Linked DNA regions of Sus scrofa: all the other regions are linked to region 2. A link is a contact called in public HiChIP or PLAC-seq and promoter capture Hi-C data. All regions are on one chromosome and are shown on one strand. Each heading gives the region's core, a stretch centred on a gene start, on an enhancer-like site or on the middle of the called end of the contact. The rest is flanking DNA. Distances are from core to core; before and after follow the strand shown.

Region 1 (4,008 bases), core at 856-3,355, 200 kb before region 2:
TATTCTCCCCCAACCCTCCCCCAGCCTGTGATACACCCCAGGTATCAGACTGTCCATTTTACAGATTAAGAAACTGACACCCAGGGAGATTTCTCCAAGGTCACAGGGCTACAAAGTTGCAGAGCTAAGACCAGAAACGCAAGATTCTGTGTCTAGCTGGTCCCAGCCTCCAAGAGAGGGAGATGACCTTGAGAGTCATGTGAGACTCCAGAAAGTGGGCAGCTGGGGAGAACACAGAGCCTGCTAGCCACGGGAACACAAAAGGAGAAATTCCTGGGACCAGGAGGCTTTCCCGGGCGGCAGTGGCAAAAGGAAGGGTTGGATCCTGACGATCTGCATCTATGAACTCAAAACAGCACTCCCCACTGAAGCCTTCCGCTCTCACTCCCATCCTGCACCCCATCTTCTGACACATTTTCTCCTCTTCTCGCTGCCCTATTTTATTACTAACACAGAACAGCTGCTCAATAAATGTAGAATGAACAAAAGATGAATGAGATGCCTCTTGCTCCCACAAAACCTGTTTGGTCCAATCCCTTTAGAGGGGATGGCAGCAAGGGAGCAGGAGTTTAGAGGGAAAACACAGCCAGCTGTCACTCCAAAAAAGGATGATCTGATACCAGAATACGGGAAGGGGCCAAAGGAGCTAAGCACTAGGAGGGGACCCTCCCACAACGTCTAAACCCTTAAGAGAGTCCCTGGGCTCCACATGGCCATGTGGGGTAGGCACTGTGTGTCTGGGGGCAGTGGTGCAAGGACTCAGGAGGAGGCAGCTGGGTGGTAACCAGAGTGAGGCAGGAGCCAGCAGAACCCTGCCACATAACAGGAGGAGATGGGAGTTAAGATTTTAGGAAGTAAATGAATTGCTTCATCTCTGCAGCTCCTTACGTTGTGAGAACCCCCACTCCCAGCCCTAAACGTCTTTGGGGACATGGAAGCAGGGACCTCTGCCAAGCTGGGCGGCTGCCCCCGCTATGTTTGCTGAGGACAGGTAAGAGCTTGTGTACCTTGATCGTCTGGAAAATTCAAACTCAGCGGTCCAGTGTAGAAGGGAACGGGTTAATGACAGGGCCGACATGGAGTATGAAAGTGGGGAGAAGGAGCGAGGCAAGAAGTGCTGGGGCCTGCACCGGCCTCTCCTCGGACCTCAGGCCAGTCCCACGGCGGAGGGAGGGCGAGCGAGAAAAAAGGAGAGGAGGAAGGCTGCTTTCCAGAGAGGTGTGGAGAGCGGCCCAGGGTGACCCTGACATGGAGGCAGCTGCGGGAATGCAGCCGCCCTGGCCTCGGCCCCCCCGCGCCCGCACCGGCCGGGACCCTGGACTTCTGCTCCAGCCGGTGCCCGCGACCCTCCTTCCGGCGCCCAAGCCCCAGCCCCCGCCCGGCATCCTCCCCTCCCCTCCCCCGCCCAGGGCACCCAGGATTCCCGGCTCGCCCGCGGCGCCCCAGCCCCCGGCCCGGGCGGCCGAATTCCCTCTTCCCAGAATCCTCACGCCCTCCCCTCCCCCACAGCCAGACCCTCGCGCTCTTCCCAGAATCCTCGGCCCTCGCGGCCCCTGCCCGGCCCCCACCCCTGCCTCGGGCGGCCCGGGGGCGGGGGAGGGGGCTCAGGCCCGGGCCCGCCCCGCCTCCCGCGCCCCATTGTTCCCCGGCGGCCGTCCCGGGCCCTGCGGGCCACCCCCCGGGAACCCTGGCGTCCCCAACTCACGGCTCTGGGGTCTGGGAGAGGCCGCAAGGCAAAATCCAGCCCCAGGGGACTTAACCCCTTGAATGCCCTGCCTTGGGGGGCGGGCTAGATGCCGAGGACTCTGGGGTCCTTCTCAAGGGGTGATCCCAGGCTGAGGACCCGGGGACCAGTTCAGGGTGACTGGGACGGAGCAGGAAGTGACCCCAGCTTCCCGGGCCCCTCTAGCCTGGAGTCAGAGCATCAGCTCTATGGGATTTAACCCTTTGGCTCCCACAGCTTGGGAAAAAAAAGAGTACGGGGAAGCGGGGAGGTAGCCGAGACGACGCCCCTCTCTCCGTCTCCAGTGGGAGCTGGTTCTGGGGGAAACCCAGACGCCAGTGAGGGGCTCCAGATTTCTGGCCACCTACTACCATCTCACAGGGGCTCCGCCTGCCGCTCCCGGAAAGCCCTATCTCTGATTTGGTGGCTGCTGTTCCCCCGGGGCCTGCCTTTGTTGGGACTCAGACCCAGGGTTGGGGCTTGGAAGCCCCCGGGGTTGTGGGGTGGGAGCAGGGGCTGGCACGACACACCCAGAGCAGGAGCATCCTACAGACTGAAAAATGGCTTCGATGAAGTGAGAAGTGACAGCAACAAGAATTTGGGCTGAAGGGACCAGCACAACCAATGAGACATTTGTGGCAGCCTGTGCCTCTGGCCCCAGCCTCACGGAGGGTGTTGGCGGCCCCTCATCCTCAAACAGGTCCCCTGAGAGGGGGAAACCAAGGCCCTAGGGGTGGCAGGAGGGAGGAGAGCCAGACCTTCTCCCCGTAGCTCTGAAGGCACCCTGCTCAGAGCAGAAGAAACCTCTTGAAAACCTGGGGGAAATGTAGGAACCTCCCAAGGTCCAGGTTATCTGGGCTTCGGATTTTTACAGCCGTTATGTCTTTCCTTCCTCTACACAAGCCGTGATTGTCCCCATTTCACAGAAGAGGGAAAAAAAGGTGTGAGAAGTGAGGCAGTGGCTTCAGGCCCTGCCATCCTTACTTAAATGTAACACATTGGTGTATGGAAAGCCTTTTATTATACGGCAATGTGGGGACACCTCAAAGTGAAACATCAGACTTTCTGCCCTCAAGAACTCAAGAGGTTTGGTGTGTGTGTGAGAGAAACACAAAGGAATTATAGGAAAGCGTCAAAAGGGCTAAATGTCCAGAGATATGAGGGAGCAAGAGAAGGAACAAACCCTGAGGGAAAGGTAAAGGGGACACAGCTCCTCTGGGCCTGCATCTGGGCTTTGGAGCTGTGGGCTTGGCCTCTGCTCCCTTATCAGCACTGTCTCCTTCTTGAGGCCTATCACCATCTAATCCCTGGCTCCCATCACTGTTGACAACTCCCTCTCACCTTAGGGCCTCTGGCTTCCCCTTGTTCTCCTCCCCCCCTTGTTCTAGAAGCAGCCACCTGCATTACCTGGACACAATTTGACTCTCCTGCACACACAGGCATGCAGGTCAGCTCCACCAGGGCAGGGGCTTGGCCGTGCCTAGAACAGGGACTGGAAGGGAGCAGGTGCTCAGTGTGTGGAACAAAGCTGTCCTGCCTCAGGTGTTTCTAGATTAAGCCCTGAGGCCCCAGGAGATGGGACAAAGTTGGGCAAAGGCACCACTGCTGGGCTCCAACTACACAATCACATTTGCCCACAGACCCCACCCCACCCAAGACACAGGTGAGGACGAGGCCAACTGGGGATCAGAGAGGCTTATGGGCACATCCTGAAACCCTCTCTTGCTCTCCCAGGGCTACAGAAAGCTGATCTGGACCTGGGTCAAGGAACAGTGAAAGGTGAATTTGGCCTACAAGGCTTGGGGGGCTTCTTTAAACTGAGTTAATTTGCCACATTTAAAAATCAGTACAAGGAGTCCCAGTCGTGGCTCAGTGGCTAACAAACCCGACAAGTGTCCATGAGAACACAGGTTCAATCTCTGGCCTTGCTAAGTGGGTTGAGGATCCAGCATTGCCATGAGCTGTGGTGTGGGTCACAGACACAGCTCAGATCTGGTGCTGCTGTGGCCTGGCAGCCATGGCTCCAATTCAACCTTTGGCGTGGGAACCTCCATATGCTACCCATATGGCTGTAGAAAAGACCAAAAAAAAAAAAACAAAAAACAGTACATTTCCTAATAAAAATACAAATCGTGGAAAATCCAAAGTTGTGGCAAAGACCCAATGGGCAAGAGAGCCAGGAAACCTTGTCCTGAGTACCTGGGAGACCTTCTACTCCCCTGTTCTATGGAGGGGAGTGCACTGAGGGCAGGATGCAAGGACAGAGGAGGTGAAGCCAGAAGAAG
Region 2 (3,805 bases), core at 1,161-3,660:
CCACAGCTCATGGCAATGCCCAATCCTTAACCCACTGAGTGAAGCCAGGGAGCAAACCCGAATCCTCATGGATACCAGTTGGGTTTGTTACCCGCTGAGCCACAACAGGAACTCTCTCTCTCTTTTTTTTTTTTCTGTTATAGTAGAGCAGATAGATTAAATAGTATTAACTTCTCCCCCACCCCCTGCCATTTTACGGCAAAGGATGAGGCACAAAAAAGTAGCTAGTCATGGTCACAGCCAGTATTCAAAGCCAGGTGATCTACCTCCCAAACGTCTGCTCTCTCTCCTGATCATAAGTGATTGCTAGCACTTATACATTTTATGGTTCAGTTGTTAATTCTGAGAGCCAGGAACCTTTATATTTTTTTTATTTTTTATTTTTTTTGTCTTTTTGCTATTTCTTTGGGCCACTCCTGCGGCATATGGAGGTTCCCAGGCTAGGGGTCGAATCAGAGCTGTAGCCCCCGGCCTACGCCAGAGCCACAGCAATGCAGGATCCAAGCCACGTCTGTAACCTACACCACAGCTCACAGCAACGCCGGATTGTTAACCCACTGAGCAAGGCCAGGGATCCAACCCGCAACCTCATGGTTCCTAGTCGGATTTGTTAACCACTGCGCCACGACAGGAACTCCAGGAACCTTTATTAATCTGCATCCTTTCCACATAGAACCATGCTTGGTGCCCCCAAAACAAACTGAACAGATCAACCTCTGAGACAGTATCTGAATCCAGGTCTAAAGACTCTGCCTCCCCCACAGTAGGAGTCTGTAAAAACGTCAGTTTTATCAACCGAATTTCTCTGCCTTTCCAAGTTCACAAGTTCCAGTGCAGGCAGGCAGCTAGTGCTCCATTAGACCCCTAGCCTGGGAACCTTCATATGGTGAGGGTGTGGACCTAAAAAGACAAAAGACAAAAAAACAAAAACAAACAAACAAACAAAAAAAACGAGATCCCAGCTCTTTCTCCCCCCACCCCACCCCACCCCACAGTCGATTCATTGCTCTGGTGAGGGAGCCCTGTCTTTGTTTACTACTGGATTTAGGTGGGGGATGCCATCCTGCTGCTAGAATAGGCTCTAAATGCCAGGAATGCAGATTTAATTCCCAAAGGGTTTAGGCTAGAACCCTGCAGGCAGGGATGAAGTGAAGAGCCCACTTTTTATCCTCTCTCCATCTCAGTCTCCCCACATGTAAACAAGTAGTCACCGGTAGGCCTCACAGGCCACGGGAGATCCGGTGAGATAGCAGATGGGGAACTGTGAACCATGCAGAGAGGCGAGCTAGTCATCTCCTGAACATCCATGCAATCTGGTTAGCCCATAACCTAATCCCAACCCACTTTTTTCAGCCTCACCTCCAGAGGCACTGTGCCCCTCCGCACCATAGCTCCAGCCGCAATTCTCAAACTTCCCCACCTAAATACATCCCCGTACGCAGTTCCCTCTGCCTTCTCCTGTTGGAAAACTGTTGCATCCTTCAAATACCTGCTTCCCCAGTGCCCCCAGGAATAATTAATAGGTAGTAGAGGTAAGGGCACCACTACACTCTGGGCCTCAGTTTTCTCATCAGAAAAGTGGGGTCTCTGAGGCACGTGGGAGTTTGAAGGGCGTTAGAGCCAAGATCTGCGAAATCCCTGCGCTTCCAGCTCCCTGCAACCATCTATGTGTCCGCATCCCTCCAGGCAGAGAGCCCCGCAGGGCAGGGCCCTGGGCTGACTCTTCGCAGAAAAAGCCCTGGGAAAACGTGGCATCGGATAATGTGGCAAGAAGAAAGGAACGATGAATGAGAGAATGAACAAATGAATGGACCGAAGGCCAGGCTCTGGACAAAGGCCTGCAAGATGGCGTTCTCTAGGACCGCGGGAGGGGCGGCCGAGACCTCGACCGGGGAGGGGGCCGCCGGCACCAGAGAACCGTGCAAGGCCGGCCGCGCGCCTGGGACAAAAGCCCGCAACATGGCGGGCTCTAGGACCCTCGGGCCCGCACCATGCAAGGCGGGCAGCCGTGCCGGCCGAGACCAGGCGTCCGCTGCAGCCGGCCCGCCGGGACAGCCGGCGGGTTCTAGGACCCGCTGGGCCCGGAGCCCGCCCGCGCCCTCCCGGGGCCGCACTCCTCCCGCCCCGCCCGCGCTGCTCGCGCCAGGCTAACCCCATCCGCCCTCGGCACCCACAGGGAAACTGAGGCCCGCTCGGATCGCGTCCGCTCTGGGGCCGCCTGGGGGCCCTTGAGGACTCCTGCCGGCGTTTCCTACCTGAGAAGACTCGGGCCGGCTCCGTGGCGCCAGCGGCAGCTCCTCGCACCGACAGAGCCCGGGACACAGCCAGGGAGGGGCAGGCGCTAGGACCCAGCGGGTGGGGGTGGGAGGAGGCGGAGCCAACGAGCGGAAGTGGAAGGGAGCTTTCCTCCCTAGGGAGGAACACAAAGTGTACCGGCGCACCCCCAACCGAAGGTGGAGGAGAAACCCTTTGCAAGGGGTCTCTGTGGGTGCTAATGACAGGGAACACCGGAGTAGGTTTGCGGGTGCACTGGCTATTGCTAGCCTGGGGAAAGGTCACCGTGAACTAGAAGGTGGGAGGACAGAAAGGCCATGCTCAAGACTTGGAGTACCTAAGTCCGCTTATATTCATTCCACAAAATTTCCCTTAATAACAAGGAGTGAATGAAGCTCCCTCCATCTGTCTTGGGAAGTTCTTCAGGGAGCCCCCCGAAAAGTGTCGCCAAAATACTGAGGCCAGGGCTGCAGAACCAACCCTTTTTTTCCCCTCCTCTGCGCTCAGCCAACATGCACCGGAACGATTTTAGCGGCTCTTCCCGGAAGTGTGGCTAAGGTTAGTGCAGAACAACGCAGCTTTTGACCTACGTGGGCGGGGTCAGAGTCGGGTAAGCTGTGTCTCTCCTAGCACCGGAAATGTGGCTGCTTGGAGGCGGGACAGAAGTATTCTCAGGGCGGAAGTTTCGCGGGGAAGCTTTTGCCGCCAGGACACTTCCTGTTTCCTAATAACAATAGGAAGTGTCCGAGGAGGTGAGGGTAGACTGCTGGCTCGTGCCAGCTGCGCCCTCTTTCCTCTACTTCCTTCCTTCTCCCCCTCTCCTTTCCCTCTTTCCCTCCCCTCCCACTTCCCAGGAGCCCTGGTGGAGTGTGCGTGTGTGGGAGCGCGAGAGCCCCCCAACAGCCACCCCTTGGGGCGCGCGGCTGCAGTTAGGGTGAGGGTCCCAGTGCGCAGGCGCGCTCCCGTTCGCCGTCCCCAACGGACGCACCCGCGGCGGGAACGAGAAGGGGTCACCGGTGCGAGGTAGGGGTCCTAGGAGAAAACTGGCCTAGGAGATGAGTGAGGTTAGGACCTCACTGGTGGTTGATGACGAGAAGAGACTCTTGAGCGAAGGGGCTTGGTGAGGTGAGGATTTGGGGAGCAGGTTCAGTAAGGGGTTTAGAGTCAGAGATAGGAGTTATATTAGGGTCCCGTGGGAGTGAAGGGTCAGAGAAGGCCAAAGTGATGTAGGAGGCATGGGGCCTGCTATGGAGAGAGCAAGGGCTTTGGAAAGAAGCTTGCCAGAATAGTGGGTTGGCCAGTGTGTAAACTGAGGTAACAGGCATTGCAGTGTGTTGTGAAGGCTAAGTGACACCACACCTGTTCTTTACTTAGCACAGTGCCTGGCACATGGTAATACTTAGGTAGCAGGGGTTGCTCTTGTCATCAGTATTATGAGAGAAGATAGAAGAAAAAATCAGAAGGGATGCTGGAGTGTAAAGTGAGGAGGCATGGGAAAGAAAAAAGGTAGGGGGTGAAGAATCAGAAATGA
Region 3 (3,808 bases), core at 854-3,353, 250 kb before region 2:
ACTTGGGTTCCATCCCTGGCTTCATTCAGTGGGTTAAGGATCCAGTGTTGCTGTGAGCTGTGGTGTAGATAGAAGACGTGGCTCGGATCCCGAGTTGCTGTGCCTGTGGTGTAGACCAGCAGTTACAGCTCTGATTTGACCCTTAGCCTTCGAACTTCCATCCATATGCCTCAGGTGCGGGCCTAAAAAGCAAAAAAAAAAAAAAAAAAAAAGTCTATATAAATATCCTGTTCCCCAGCAAATTTTCACCAGTAATTTTAAGCCTATTTTGCCCAAGTCAGTTATTATGAGGCTTACAAAATGTTGATGTTTTAACTTTATTTCTGCATTTATTATCTGGCATTCCACTATAAAGAACGTCTTTTTCTCCATTTATTTATTTACAATTTTAGTGTCAGCGTGGTCTCAGAGTTTTTGTTTGTCTTTGGTCTCAGAGTTTTAAAATTCATTTTGTTATATTCATTGCTGCCATTAGCTTTCTTAAACTGTTTTGTTGAAGTATAATTTATCTACAGTAAAGTACACAGATCTTAGGTGTGCTGACTGGTGAATGTTACATGAACACACCTGTGTAATCACCTCCTAGGTGAATGGAACATTTCTAGCACATCAGAAGGTTCACTCATGACCCTCTCAGTCTCATCATTCTTTTTGTCCCTGATTTCAACCTGGTTCTTGTGTCTAAGTCCCCATCTTTCTTCACTTTCTGGCACAAATTATTCCAGGTTCATCTTGTACAAGAAAGTACAGAGAAAGTCTCCAGCCTGGGAATTAGGCTGAGTCTCCCAAGGAGCTCTGGTTTCTTTTGAGGAAGGTTACTTTGAAATCAGCATCTAGACACTAGCTGTGCTCACTCTAATGGGGATGTTTTTGCTGCTAGGCCCTTTTAGAGGTGAGAGCTAGAAAATACCTAATTTTATCTATTTTAAAAATTATTCCTAAAATTATGCCTCCAATTTCAATCAGTCATAAGGTCCTTTCTGTTCCCCATTCCAAATTCTATATTCCTACAGTAAGAACCCTGACTGCCAAATACATCAATATGTTTATTCATTTGTTCAGTTTCAAAATAATTATTCCATTATACTACCAAGCCGGTCTACCAAATATGGTGTAAGGTCAAAATACTCTTAAAAAGTTACTTGTATTCATTTTTTAACTTCTTCCACGTTTGTGATCCCAAAGTGACATTTCTAAGATAGTTGTTAGGTTAAAAGAATTCATTCTCTGCCTCTTTCTCAGGAACATAACTTCCACAAGGGTAAGGACTTTTTTTTTTTCTTTCTTTCTTTCTTTCTTTCATTGCTGTTAATCTAACGCTGAGACGCTCAACAAATATTTGTTGAATGAGTAAATGAATGTCAGGGTTGAGCTATGCACTAATATCTATGAAGTCAGTCGCTCCTGCAAGAATCTCACAACTTGGTAGGCTTAGAGCAGAGTGTGACACCATCCAAGGCTTTTGGGAGCGGGTGGCGGAAGACTGGGAAGATGTATAACCCCAGGTGTGGGCACTATGGCTTTGGAGGTATCCAAGGTTTGGAGCAGCCACAAGACGAGAGAGTCTCTAGTGGCTGACTGGCCACAGCTCATTCAAGTTCGAACCAAAGTGGCCAAGTTGAGCTGCAAGCTGCGAGCCCCGAGCGTTTTAAAGGCTGGAGGCTGCCTCTCAAGGTAAGAGCTTTGGATCAGCTGCTAATGTTTTTAAAAGTCGAATTCACATAGAGATTCTGGGAGACTGAAAGTGCCATGCCCAAAAACGAGAGTCAGAGGCGCATTAAGCCCCGCGTCCCGGGTACGCGGAGGTTACACTTCCCGGTAAACCTAACTTCCGGGTCCCGCTCCAAGGCCCCAGCTCCGCAGGTCAACAAGCTCCTCCCCTGCTGACCTCGCGGATGCCGTATGCTGATGGGTCGTATCTGAAGCCCCGCCCTAGCGTCGCAACCATTGGTAACTCCAAGCTTCCACTCCCGCGCCAGCCCAGAGATTCTCGGCTTCTTATTGGACTATCAGCTTTCAATCGGAGGGGTCTTTGAACTTCAGTTTTCAGGTGGCGCTGGCCATTGGTGGACAGGATGGGGGCGGGGCCTGAGGTTTTTGCCGGTACCGTCTCGGGTAAGGGACTAGAGCAGAACCCCGCGACTGAGCTGCTTTGACTCTACTCTTGCTCTTCTCCCCGCCCGGCGGGTATGTCCCCGCGAGACCCCGCGCCCCGTCCCGGCGCCTGCCCAAGTGCGCCTGCGCAGCAACAGCCACCGGCCCGAGTGCCCCTTCCCCCCTTCCACCGCACCTTTTCCCTTCCCCCCCTGCCCCCTCCTTGCCTTGCCACCCTGTCCCGACCCCTAAAGGCCCTTTCGTGGGGTCTCCCCAGTCCCGATCCTTCCCCCACCCCGTCCCCCATCCCTCAGGATCCTGGCTCCCCAGCCGCAAGGGCTGCGCCCCCGTGAGCCGCGATGTGCGTCCTCTCAGAGCCTGTGGGCCTCACTGCCCTCCGTTTCCTCCACACAGGCGCCCCCCTCCTTCAGAATGACGCTGGACGTGGGACCAGAGGATGAGCTGCCCGACTGGGCTGCGGCCAAGGAGTTTTACCAGAAGTACGACCCTAAGGACGTCATTGGCAGGTGAGGCCGCGCCCAGTGAAATGGAGGTCTTGAGAGGTCAGGTCCTAGCCAGGATACACAGTTCCCTCTGAGGGCTGAGAGTTCTAAATGGGAAGGGTTAGTGGGGAGCAGAGGAACGTTTAGTGACTAGACTCATTTGTTCTGGGTTAATCCCCATTTTTCCACAAATTCATTCATTTATGTATTCGACGAACAATTCAGGCACCTCCTGTGCCAGGCACAAAGGTGAACACAGGGAGCATGGAACAGATGTTTATGCTCTGGAGGTACTCCAAGTGAAGTGACTAAAAGATATATGAAAAAGTATCAGGCTATGTAGAAAGTGCTGCGGGGTCTCAGAAAACCACAGCTTCCCAGAAGGGGTGATATTTGGGTCTTGAAGGATGAACAGGAGTTCAGCACACAACAAATAGAAGGAAAGCCCCACTTGTAGAGGCAGTGGCAGATACATTTATACATGAGGGTTTTCTAGGCACATACAATGTGCTGGGTGCACTGTGCTAGGCACTGGAGATGTAAGATCTATCTTACAAGGTTTCTGTTCTCCTGGAGTTTCTATTCTAGCGGTAGAGAAAGACAGTAAACAGGAAAACAAGTTAAAGTTCAGTGTCAGTGCTAGGGAGAAAATGAAGAGGGTGATGGAACAAGAGTAATTAATGGAGCTGAGACTTAGAGCATGAGAATGAACAAATCATGAACTGAGGCAGGATATATTCCAGACAGAGGGAATGGCAAGAAAAGGGCCTATTCACAACACAGATAGAAGATCATAGTGGCTAGAATATGGTGTGAGTGGAAAAAGGGGGAGGAAATTAAGTTGGAGAGGTAAATAGAGGTTGGATTGTGTAGAGCCTTGGGCCAAGATAAAAAATTTAAATTTTGGAGTTCCCATCCTGGCTCAGCAGAAACAAATCTGACTAGTATCCATGAGGACGATGGTTCGATCCCTGGCCTCGCTCAGTGGGTTAAGGATCCGGAATTGCCATGAGCTGTGGTGTAGGTCGCAGACGCGGCTCAGCTCTGGCATTGCTGTGACTGTGATGTAGGCTGGTGGTTAGAGCTCTGATTCGACCCCTAGCCTAGGAGCCTCCATGCACTGTGGATGTGGCCCTAAAAAAAAGACCAATTAAAAATAAAAAAAAAAAAAGAATTTAAATTTTATTCTAGTGACACTGGTATCTTCAAGC

What was found. Promoter capture Hi-C pulls out the DNA fragments that hold promoters and counts their contacts. HiChIP or PLAC-seq counts read pairs in DNA pulled down with a chosen protein or histone mark.
Region 1: a promoter capture Hi-C map of liver shows a contact between it and region 2, with 5 times the contacts expected there. The contact joins the promoter of ZNF629 here to the promoter of ZNF646 in region 2. A contact is called at or near these places in 1 of 5 promoter capture datasets (liver) and 1 of 2 datasets of contacts at active chromatin or transcription factors (alveolar macrophages).
Region 3: an H3K27ac HiChIP or PLAC-seq map of alveolar macrophages shows a contact between it and region 2. The contact joins the promoter of PHKG2 here to the promoter of ZNF646 in region 2. A contact is called at or near these places in 1 of 5 promoter capture datasets (fetal liver) and 1 of 2 datasets of contacts at active chromatin or transcription factors (alveolar macrophages).

What each region holds. Positions count from the first base shown.
Region 1 is chr3:17,608,197-17,612,204 of Sscrofa11.1, reverse strand. ZNF629 (zinc finger protein 629) reads right to left here and starts at 2,105. Exons shown (of 3, transcript XM_005653002.3): 1 at 1,706-2,105.
Region 2 is chr3:17,405,235-17,409,039 of Sscrofa11.1, reverse strand. ZNF646 (zinc finger protein 646) reads left to right here and starts at 2,410. Exons shown (of 3, transcript XM_021086398.1): 1 at 2,410-2,832. ZNF668 (zinc finger protein 668) reads right to left here and starts at 2,777. Exons shown (of 4, transcript XM_013987708.2): 1 at 2,256-2,777.
Region 3 is chr3:17,654,936-17,658,743 of Sscrofa11.1, reverse strand. PHKG2 (phosphorylase kinase catalytic subunit gamma 2) reads left to right here and starts at 2,103. Exons shown (of 10, transcript NM_001166317.2): 1 at 2,103-2,187; 2 at 2,509-2,621. The coding sequence starts at 2,527.